2 separate regions of the Mus musculus genome follow, and region 2 is linked to region 1. A link is a contact called in public Hi-C data. All regions are on one chromosome and are shown on one strand. The core of a region is the stretch at or near the end of the contact, and the rest is flanking DNA. Distances in the headings are between cores, read along the strand shown. Region 1 overlaps Fxyd5 (FXYD domain-containing ion transport regulator 5). Region 2 holds the start of Gramd1a (GRAM domain containing 1A).

The links. Hi-C and Micro-C count contacts between places; a contact is called where the count stands out from the background.
Region 2: a contact with region 1 is called in a Hi-C map of CD8 T cells, with 2.2 times the contacts expected there. The contact joins the promoter of Gramd1a here to the enhancer-like site in region 1. A contact is called at or near these places in 13 of 484 Hi-C or Micro-C datasets (CD4 T cells, CD8 T cells, the G1E-ER4 cell line and 6 more), 5 of 115 datasets of contacts at active chromatin or transcription factors (the 230-238 cell line, CD8 T cells, effector CD8 T cells and 2 more) and 3 of 9 other capture datasets (adipose tissue, liver and pancreatic islet).

What each region holds. Positions count from the first base shown.
Region 1 is chr7:31,031,843-31,035,786 of GRCm38.p6, reverse strand. It overlaps Fxyd5 (FXYD domain-containing ion transport regulator 5), which reads left to right. Exons shown (of 9, transcript NM_008761.4): 7 at 372-401; 8 at 504-578; 9 at 2,769-3,064. The coding sequence ends at 2,818. Among named protein-coding and RNA genes, the nearest start is that of Gm38984, 3.0 kb to the left of the region's middle. Within about 2 kb of position 2,191, at least 85 of the 459 cell types and tissues checked have an H3K27ac peak or open chromatin away from gene starts, as enhancers often do. A contact at or near this core is called in CD8 T cells, the G1E-ER4 cell line, Th1 cells and 4 more, where this site is marked.
Region 2 is chr7:31,149,283-31,153,226 of GRCm38.p6, reverse strand. It overlaps Gramd1a (GRAM domain containing 1A), which reads left to right and starts at 2,056. Exons shown (of 19, transcript NM_027898.4): 1 at 2,056-2,331. The coding sequence starts at 2,324.

The sequences.
Region 1 (3,944 bases), core at 942-3,441:
ATGATTTTTAGTTTGCTAGCAAGAAAAATAGAGCAAAACTCAGGATTAGAGAATGCTCATGTACAGAATCAAAGAAGACTTCCAGTGAAGGAGGTGACTCTCCTCCGGGAGAGGGAACGGCAGTATAGAGGCCCTGAGATGAGTGGCTGTCGAGATGGACTCAGGAGCAGGGAGGCAAGTGGGTGCTGAGAGAGGCAGATTGAGGAGAGAAGATCTAAAGACTTTGTAGCGTGTCACATTGAGGACTTCCACTTCTGTTCTGAGGTCTTAGGAGATGAGGCTCAGGTGTCCCCAGCCCTACTTCTGCATTTCACTTATTCACTCCACAAATGTCCACCCAGCTCTGACTTGCATGTATCTGTCCTCTCTAGATTCGAATGAGAACAACCCCTTCTACTACGGTAAGTTACCCCGCTCCCGCTCTCCCCTCCCCACCCCCGCACCGCTGGAGATAAGTGGGGAGAAAAAACAAAGACCCCGCCCCTCCATTTCTCTCTTCACAGATGATACTACCCTCCGGAAACGGGGACTGCTGGTGGCTGCGGTGCTGTTCATCACGGGAATTATCATTCTCACTAGTGAGAGTCGGGCATGGGCAGAAAGGGCAAGAAGGGGCTGGGGGCGGGCTGGGCTGCATGGTGACTGAGGATCAGGGTCTTGAAACCCCCTGGGCAAAGCTGTGCAAACTCAGCACCCCTACAAACCACCCCAGGGATGATTCTCGGCCTAGCCTGCTGGTTGCATCCAGCTGGGCGGTTGTTCTGGTTGCAGCAGGGGGCGCTGTTCCTAGAGTGCACGTCTCTTCCTCTGTTGTCCTTTTCTTCCTGGGCTCGGTCACGTGGTAGTGCCCCGATGAGCGATACAGAGACACACAGGACAGAGATATGCAGACTCAGATGACTGCTAGTGGATACTACGTTATGCTTCTTTACAAGCCAAGGGTCGGCTTCATTTGTGAGAAGAGAAAACAGGACTTCATTCATCCTTTTAAGACAGGGTCTCACTGTGTTGCTCAGGCTGGCGTCAAACTCACAATCCTCCTGCTTCAGCCTCCTGAGGCTTGAGGTTATAGGTGTGCCAAGCTGATCAGCAGTTTTTGGGTTTATTTTGTTTTGAGACAGAGGAGCATGTCGACCAAAGATGGCCTTGAATCTGTGTGTGTGTGTGTGTGTGTGTGTGTGTGTGTGTATGTGTGTGTGAGTGCAGAGGCCATGACAGATGGAAGAGAGTTGGATACCCTGGAGCTGGGAGTTTCAGACGATGTGAGTCTCCTTAGATAGATGGTAGGAGCTGGATGTGAGTAACCACTGAACCACCTCTTCCACCTTAACCTTGAACTTCTGACCCTCCTGCCTCTACCTCCCAAGTGCTTAGTTATAGGTATAGGCAGTTAATGCAGCACAGGGAGTCAACCCCATCACATTGTACATGCCAGGCAAGCACAACCGAACCACAGCCCTCTGGACCTGACTTCTTTTATTCACGAGAGCTCTGCGGGTTGCTGTTCTCATTGTGACCAAATACCGGACTGGAATCAATTTCTGGAAGCGTTTATAGCTTAAGAAGAGATCCATGGGTTTAGGAGGTATTGGTGGGCAAAGTGCTTGCTTGAGGACCTGAATTCAGAGGCTCAGCCTGGGTATCTGGGTGACACCCACCCATGCTGAAGAGAGAAAGGAGCCAGCCCAGCTGCATCAGTGTGTGCCAGGTTCAGCAAAGAAGACAGAGTCCTTTGACTCTGAAATACAGTGCAGCCCAACCGAGGAAAACACTCCACGTCTACCTCTGGTGGGGGAGGATGTGTGGTCAAAGAGGCTGAGTAACAAAACAGGAAGTAAGAGAGAAGGGAGGAGACTGGCTGGTCTTTCTATGACAGCACACCCTCCCGAGGGCTAACTGATGGGCAAGCAGAGCTATAACTTCCTAGGTGACCCTAGACTCTGCCTCTCAAAGGCTGCCCACCCTCTCCGTCCCAACCCTGAGTACTAAGGACCCAACATCAAAGACAGACATTGGAGGGACACACCCAAACCACACGCACTAACAGTGGGAAAAGCCAGGGAGACACAGACAGGGAGAGCAGAAGGGGAGGCCTGAGAGGCAGGTGGCTGCCATCTTCTCATGGCCCCGTGCCTTTTTAAACTCTACGCCATCTCCAATTGACTCTAATCCAGGTCCCAGCTTCTCTTGCTCATGTTCTTCCATCTCACGTCCGCCCTTTACCACAGGGATGTTTGCACAGGCTGCTCTGCCCCACCACAGCCCTGCATTTGTTCATCTCAGTGTGTGTGTGTGTGTGTGTGTGTGTGTGTGTGTGTGTGTGTACATGTAGAGATCAGAGGACAATTTCCATGAGTTGGTTTTCTCCTTTTTTAAAACAAAGATTTATTCATTTATCTTATGTATATGGGTGTTTTATCTGCATGTATGTCTGCACACAAGACGAGGGCATTGGATTCCATGGGTCTGCAGTTATAGACAATTATGAGTGTCTATGTGGATGCTGGGAATTAAAACCAGGACCTTCTGAAGAGCAACCACTGAGCAGTCTCTTTAGCCCCTGGTTTTCTCTTTTTGCCCAAAACTCAGGACATCTGGCTCAGCAGCAAACACCTTTACTTGTTGAGCCATCTTGCTGTCCCCCTTCACTGGGAGCTTCCTGAGGTCCAGATTGATCCCCCACCCCCACCCCCCAGCCGGTCTCCAGTGACTATGTGATAATTAGTACTGTTTCCAGCTCATGGGCAAACTGGTTCTTTTTCTTCCAGGTGGGAAGTGTAGGCAGTTGTCTCAATTTTGCCTGAATCGCCACAGGTGAGTGCGGGCCAGCACCCTGATGGGCACCCCAGCTGGAGCCTCCAAACTACACCAACTCACCACCCCCTGCCTCCTCCCTCTACCCCAAGAGCCTACAGAGTGATCAACATGAAAGAATCCTGAAAGGAAGAGGCCACTGGAGGGAGTCAGGCTTAAGGCTAATGGTCTTCCCACCCTGGGGAGAGAGGTCTCCCTAGGCACTGCTGTGGCTGTTCAGATAAATCCACATGGTCTCTCTTCCATGGCCTCTGTCTTCTGTGAATTTGTGACAAAGGAGTGGGAGGAAGAGGCAGGGCTGGACTTGGAACCCTAGGGAGTAGGGTATGGTTGTTACACACTCAGACAACAGGACAATATGATGGGGGATAAGGGGAGGCCTGGTGTGTTCACGGAAGGAGGGTGTGTTTAGGGTCTGTCACGATTAAGAGACAGGACCTCTGTCCAGGAGCCTGGCTTACAGCATACCTTGGTATCGATCAGAGCATGAGTAAGCATGATGTGGGGACCCCGGTGCAGTCACCCCTTTATCTTCACATGGCCAGTCACTCTGCCCCTCAGGATACCTCATGCATAGCTGTGAAAATGCAGCCCACACTCTCAAGCTCTGTCTCCTGCAACAACCCACAAGTTGGGCTTCAGGAGGACTGCTTGCTTAGGGCATGTCCACCAGGGAGGCTGTGGGGCTCGGGGATGGGCTCTGAGCAGAGAGGGCCTGGGAGGAGGGATGGGCTCTAGCAGGCAATTCCTGGAGTTCCTTGGACTCCTCCTTATTGGGAGGGAGCAACCTAGTGCAGCTATGCAGGCCTTTTCAGGCTCAGGGTGCTGTGGGGAAGGATAAGTGTCTTCTCCAAGATTATGGGCAGGGTCACAGCACAGACAAGAGACCAGGTCCCAGGCAGCGGGGCGGGGGGGAGGGGGTTGCATAATGCAGTTGCAAGAACTTCAGGTCAGAGTGAACTGGGGATTACAAAATCATTTCATCAAGCCACAAAGCACGTGGAAATAAGGGGAAAATACGTCACAAGAAAGAAGAGAAGCTCTTGGGTGGGGTGTGCAACTGAACCGCATGCCTTCCCAGTACGAACAGAAGTTTCAGTTTGAACTGAGCATGCCCAGAATCTCACGAC
Region 2 (3,944 bases), core at 807-3,306, 120 kb before region 1:
AGGAAATGCTTACTGGGAACCTAACTCAGGTCCGTGGCCAAAGCAGAACAGTCCTTAAGCACCAAGCCAGCTCTTCAGCCCTGTTTGGTTTTTGAGACAGGCTCATGCTTTATTGTCTAGGCTCAGACTCATGGTCCTCCAGCTTCAGCCTCCAGAGGGCTGGAACAACAGGGTGTAACACCACGTGGGACTTAACACTAAGGGACTTAGTTAGCCCTTCCCCTCCCTCCTCTCTCTCCTCCTCTCTCTTTCTCTTTCTCTCTCCTTCCTTCCTTCCTTCCTTCTAGACTGTTTCCTGCATTACCTTGGCAAGTCCAAACTCTCTTTGTAGACCAAGCGGGACTAAAACTCACAGCAATCCTCCTGCCTCTGCCTCCCAAAGTCCTCTAATACCACATAAGCTTAACAGCTTAATTCATCTAAAACAAACAAACAAACAAAAATCCAACTAAAATGACCAACCACCCACAGAAGTCCTGAGTGATTTTTTGATATGCAAATTTGAGCACAATGGCCTTCCACTTAAATACTTTAATGACTTTCCATTGTCCTTAGAAACAATTCAGAACCTTTAACGAAATTAATGAGGCTTTTTATGCATACTGAACCTCTTATGTCTTATGGTGAGGACACAGATGGCCATTATACACTTTTATTTGAAATGAATATTCACTAAGTAAAAATGTAAAAATTTGTGCGGTTGGTGGTTCCTGCCTGTAATCCCAGCATTTAGGAGGCTGAGGCAAGTTCATAAATTCGAGCCCTGACTCAGCTACATACTGAGGTTTGAGGCCAGCCCAGGCTATATAATGATATCCAACCCACCCAAGCCCTCACCACCGAAGTAAATGTCTTTCTAAGAGTAAACAAGCTACGGACGTATAAAAAGAGCAACACAGAAAGATGGAAGGCAGCCATGCAAGAAGAGCGAGCTTCCTCCTGTGGAAGGGATAGCAGTGCAAAGGTCCTGAGGCCGGAGGCAGGTGGGATGAGCAGGGGGGTAGATTGACACCTGGGATAATCAACCAGGAGGCTAAGGAGGAACCAGTTAGACAGACAGGTGGAAGGGGCCCAATCAGGAGGGCTCTGGACACCAAGATGAGCACTTTTTTTTTTAAAACAAGGAATGAGGTGGAGCCAGGGTAGGGCTTGAAGCCAAGAGGCCTCTGGCCAGACTTGGCGATTCACAGGCTAGAGCTCTGGCTGTAAGTGGTAACAGAGCGGGATAGGAATGGAAACCAAACAAGGTGGGACTGGGCCTACTGTAGCTGGACAAGAGGCTGAAGGCCGAAGAGGGGTGGGGAGAAATCCCTGGGCTGGGTCCCAAAGCCAGAGGCTCGTTCACATTGTGTTCTCCAACAAGGACGACAACCACGCCTGGCTTGCAGAGGTGGGTGCAGGGCTGGCTGGCACAAGAACTCGTCCTACACTGCAATGTATGGTCATTTCCCGTCCTGAGGCTCGGCAGGCTTCCCAGTATCAAAAACGCTGATGAGCCCTGCCCCTGTGCTGTTCTGGGGGAAACCCCTTGCCTGGGAGCAGGGGGCTCCCCAGGCCTGAGGGACTTGCCCAAGCGCACACAGCACTGCTAGGAGCCGGGTGGGCTGGAATCTGACGTGGTCTGCACGATTAGGCTGGGGAAGTCTCCATACACACGCGCGCGCGGAAAAGTGAACGCTTCTAAGGCAGGAACTGAGGTTCTGAGGCTGGGTGGGGAGAACGGGAAGAGGCTTTCCACCCTCCAGCTGTGGTTCCCCGACCCCACCCCCAGACTTCCGCCCCAGGCCAGTTCTTCCCAGCATCAGCCTGTCACCCACCTCCATCCCACTTCTCAGAGACTCTTCTGGGTCCAGGGGAGAAGCCCAGGGTGTTTAAACTTGTTTGCTCATTTGTTTTGAAGACAAATTCTCACTCTGCATTCCAGTGGCCTGGAATTCATTATGTAGCCCAAGCTGGCCTCGAACTCATGCCAATCCTCCTGTCTCAGCCTCTGGGATGTGAGGCGTGCGCTATCACGCCCCGCCCAGGCTGCTCATTTTAAATAAAAATTTTCTTCTGTCTCCCAGCCGGACTCTTTCCCCAGCCATCCTAGGCCTAGGCCCGCGCTCGCGTCCATGTCCCCCTCCCGGCGGGGGCGGCGCCGTGACGCGCGGGGCGGGAGCAGGAAGGGGGTGTCGCTGACGCCGAGGCGGCCTCCGGCGGCTCCGGCCTTTTGTGCGGGTGGCAGGGTCCGGTGGAGGCGGCGGCCGAGGCAGGCGAGGCCCGGGAGGCCCATCTCAGAGCAGCCGGCCGGGTCCTGCCCTGCAGCCGGGGCGCCGCATCCATGTTCGAGTAAGCACCGGGCCTCGGGGTGGGAAGCGGGGACGGTGGTGCGATCGGGCTGCGGCAGAGGGCCGGAGCTGGGTTTCCAAGCTGGTGCATGTAGGAGCGACCCCGCTGGGGACCAGAAGGGGTACACGTGAGGGATTGCAACCTGGCGGCGAGACCCAAGATTGGGGCGTCACTACCGGCCTGGGACGCATATGGGCAGCGGGGAGCTCCTCTAGGCCCTGATCGTCCCCCTACGGGGAGCCCTGACCCAACACCCAGATGAAAGGGCCGCGAGCAGCCCCACCCCCCATCCCCATTACTGGGCAGGCCCCGCAGATCCTCCGGTCGGTGGTCCCCGTTTGTCGTGGGGGCTGGGGAAAAGGAGCTTCTTTGAGCCTGAGATCTCGGCGGGGTGGGGGTCGGGTGTGTTCTGCCCCCCTCCCGCCCCCGCCACTCCTGCCTGGTCACCTGTGCCTGCGGGTTTCCGTTTGTGATTGTGCTCAGCGTGGTGTGTGTGTGTGTGTGTGTGTATGTGTGTGTGTGTGTGTGTGTGTAACAGCTGGGATTCTTTGGGGCAATGTTGTGTGGCTGTCTGTATGTTATCTATCATCTTCTGTGTGATGGCTACCACCCAGGTCGAGTGCATCTGGTGCTCTTGGACCCACTGTGGTTGTGTGTGAGACGTGTCTCATTTTCTTTGTGGCACCGTGTGCAAATCACACATTCTGAGCTTGTGCCTCATTGTGACTTGTACAGCATTCCGCTTCAGTCTCTTGGCTGACTGTACCTATAATTCACCATGAATTACGTCTGTGAGTTACCTCCGTGAGCTCTCATTGTGATTTGAGTATGTGTGCATGTGGTTGGGGCTCAGCTGCTGTGCGCCTGACATCCACATTTGGATGTCTTTTGGTTCCGTGAACAAGTAGAAATTGCATGTGTCTACCGGTGACAGTGTGGTGTCACTGGGCCCTGTGGGTGGCTCACTTACCTCTGATTCCGTCTGTGGGAAAGTCCCAGTGTATCCAAATGTGGCATTGTTGCATGCCTTGGGTGTGTGTGGGAGATTGTCTCTGTCTCTCAGACCCTTTGTGGCTTTGTCTGTTGAAAGAGACAGAGACCCCTTGTGGTTTTCTCAGCTGAGAACCCTCCCTCCTGGGATGTTGGGTGTAAACTTAACTGCTTTGCAAAGCCTGCCCCTCCTCATGCTGACCCTTCAATATCTGGCAGTGCATTGTTCCCAAGCCCCCCTTGTCTATGGGAATGTCAGGGCTCTCTCACCTTGACAGCTGATAATTCCATTCCTCGACTCTTGAGAACTGGCCCTTGCTTTGTTTTCTCTGCCTGGTGAACACCCACCCTGCAGTTAGAGGGTCAGTCGGGATGTGTAGGTTGATATGATGACTTCCCATAGGAATGCATGTCTGGGTCACTGGGTCCCATGACTAGGTGCCGTGTGAATAGTTTTGTTGTGGGTTTCGCTGTTTGTTTTGCTCTTCAGTGTAAAACTTTCTCGTGGTTGTGTATAGGACGCTGATTTATGTGGACTTACTGTGTTTCTCTGATTCTGGGATGCTGTGCGACTGTAGCATATTTGTAGCGAGCGTGCATGTGTGTGTGTGTGTGTGTGTGTG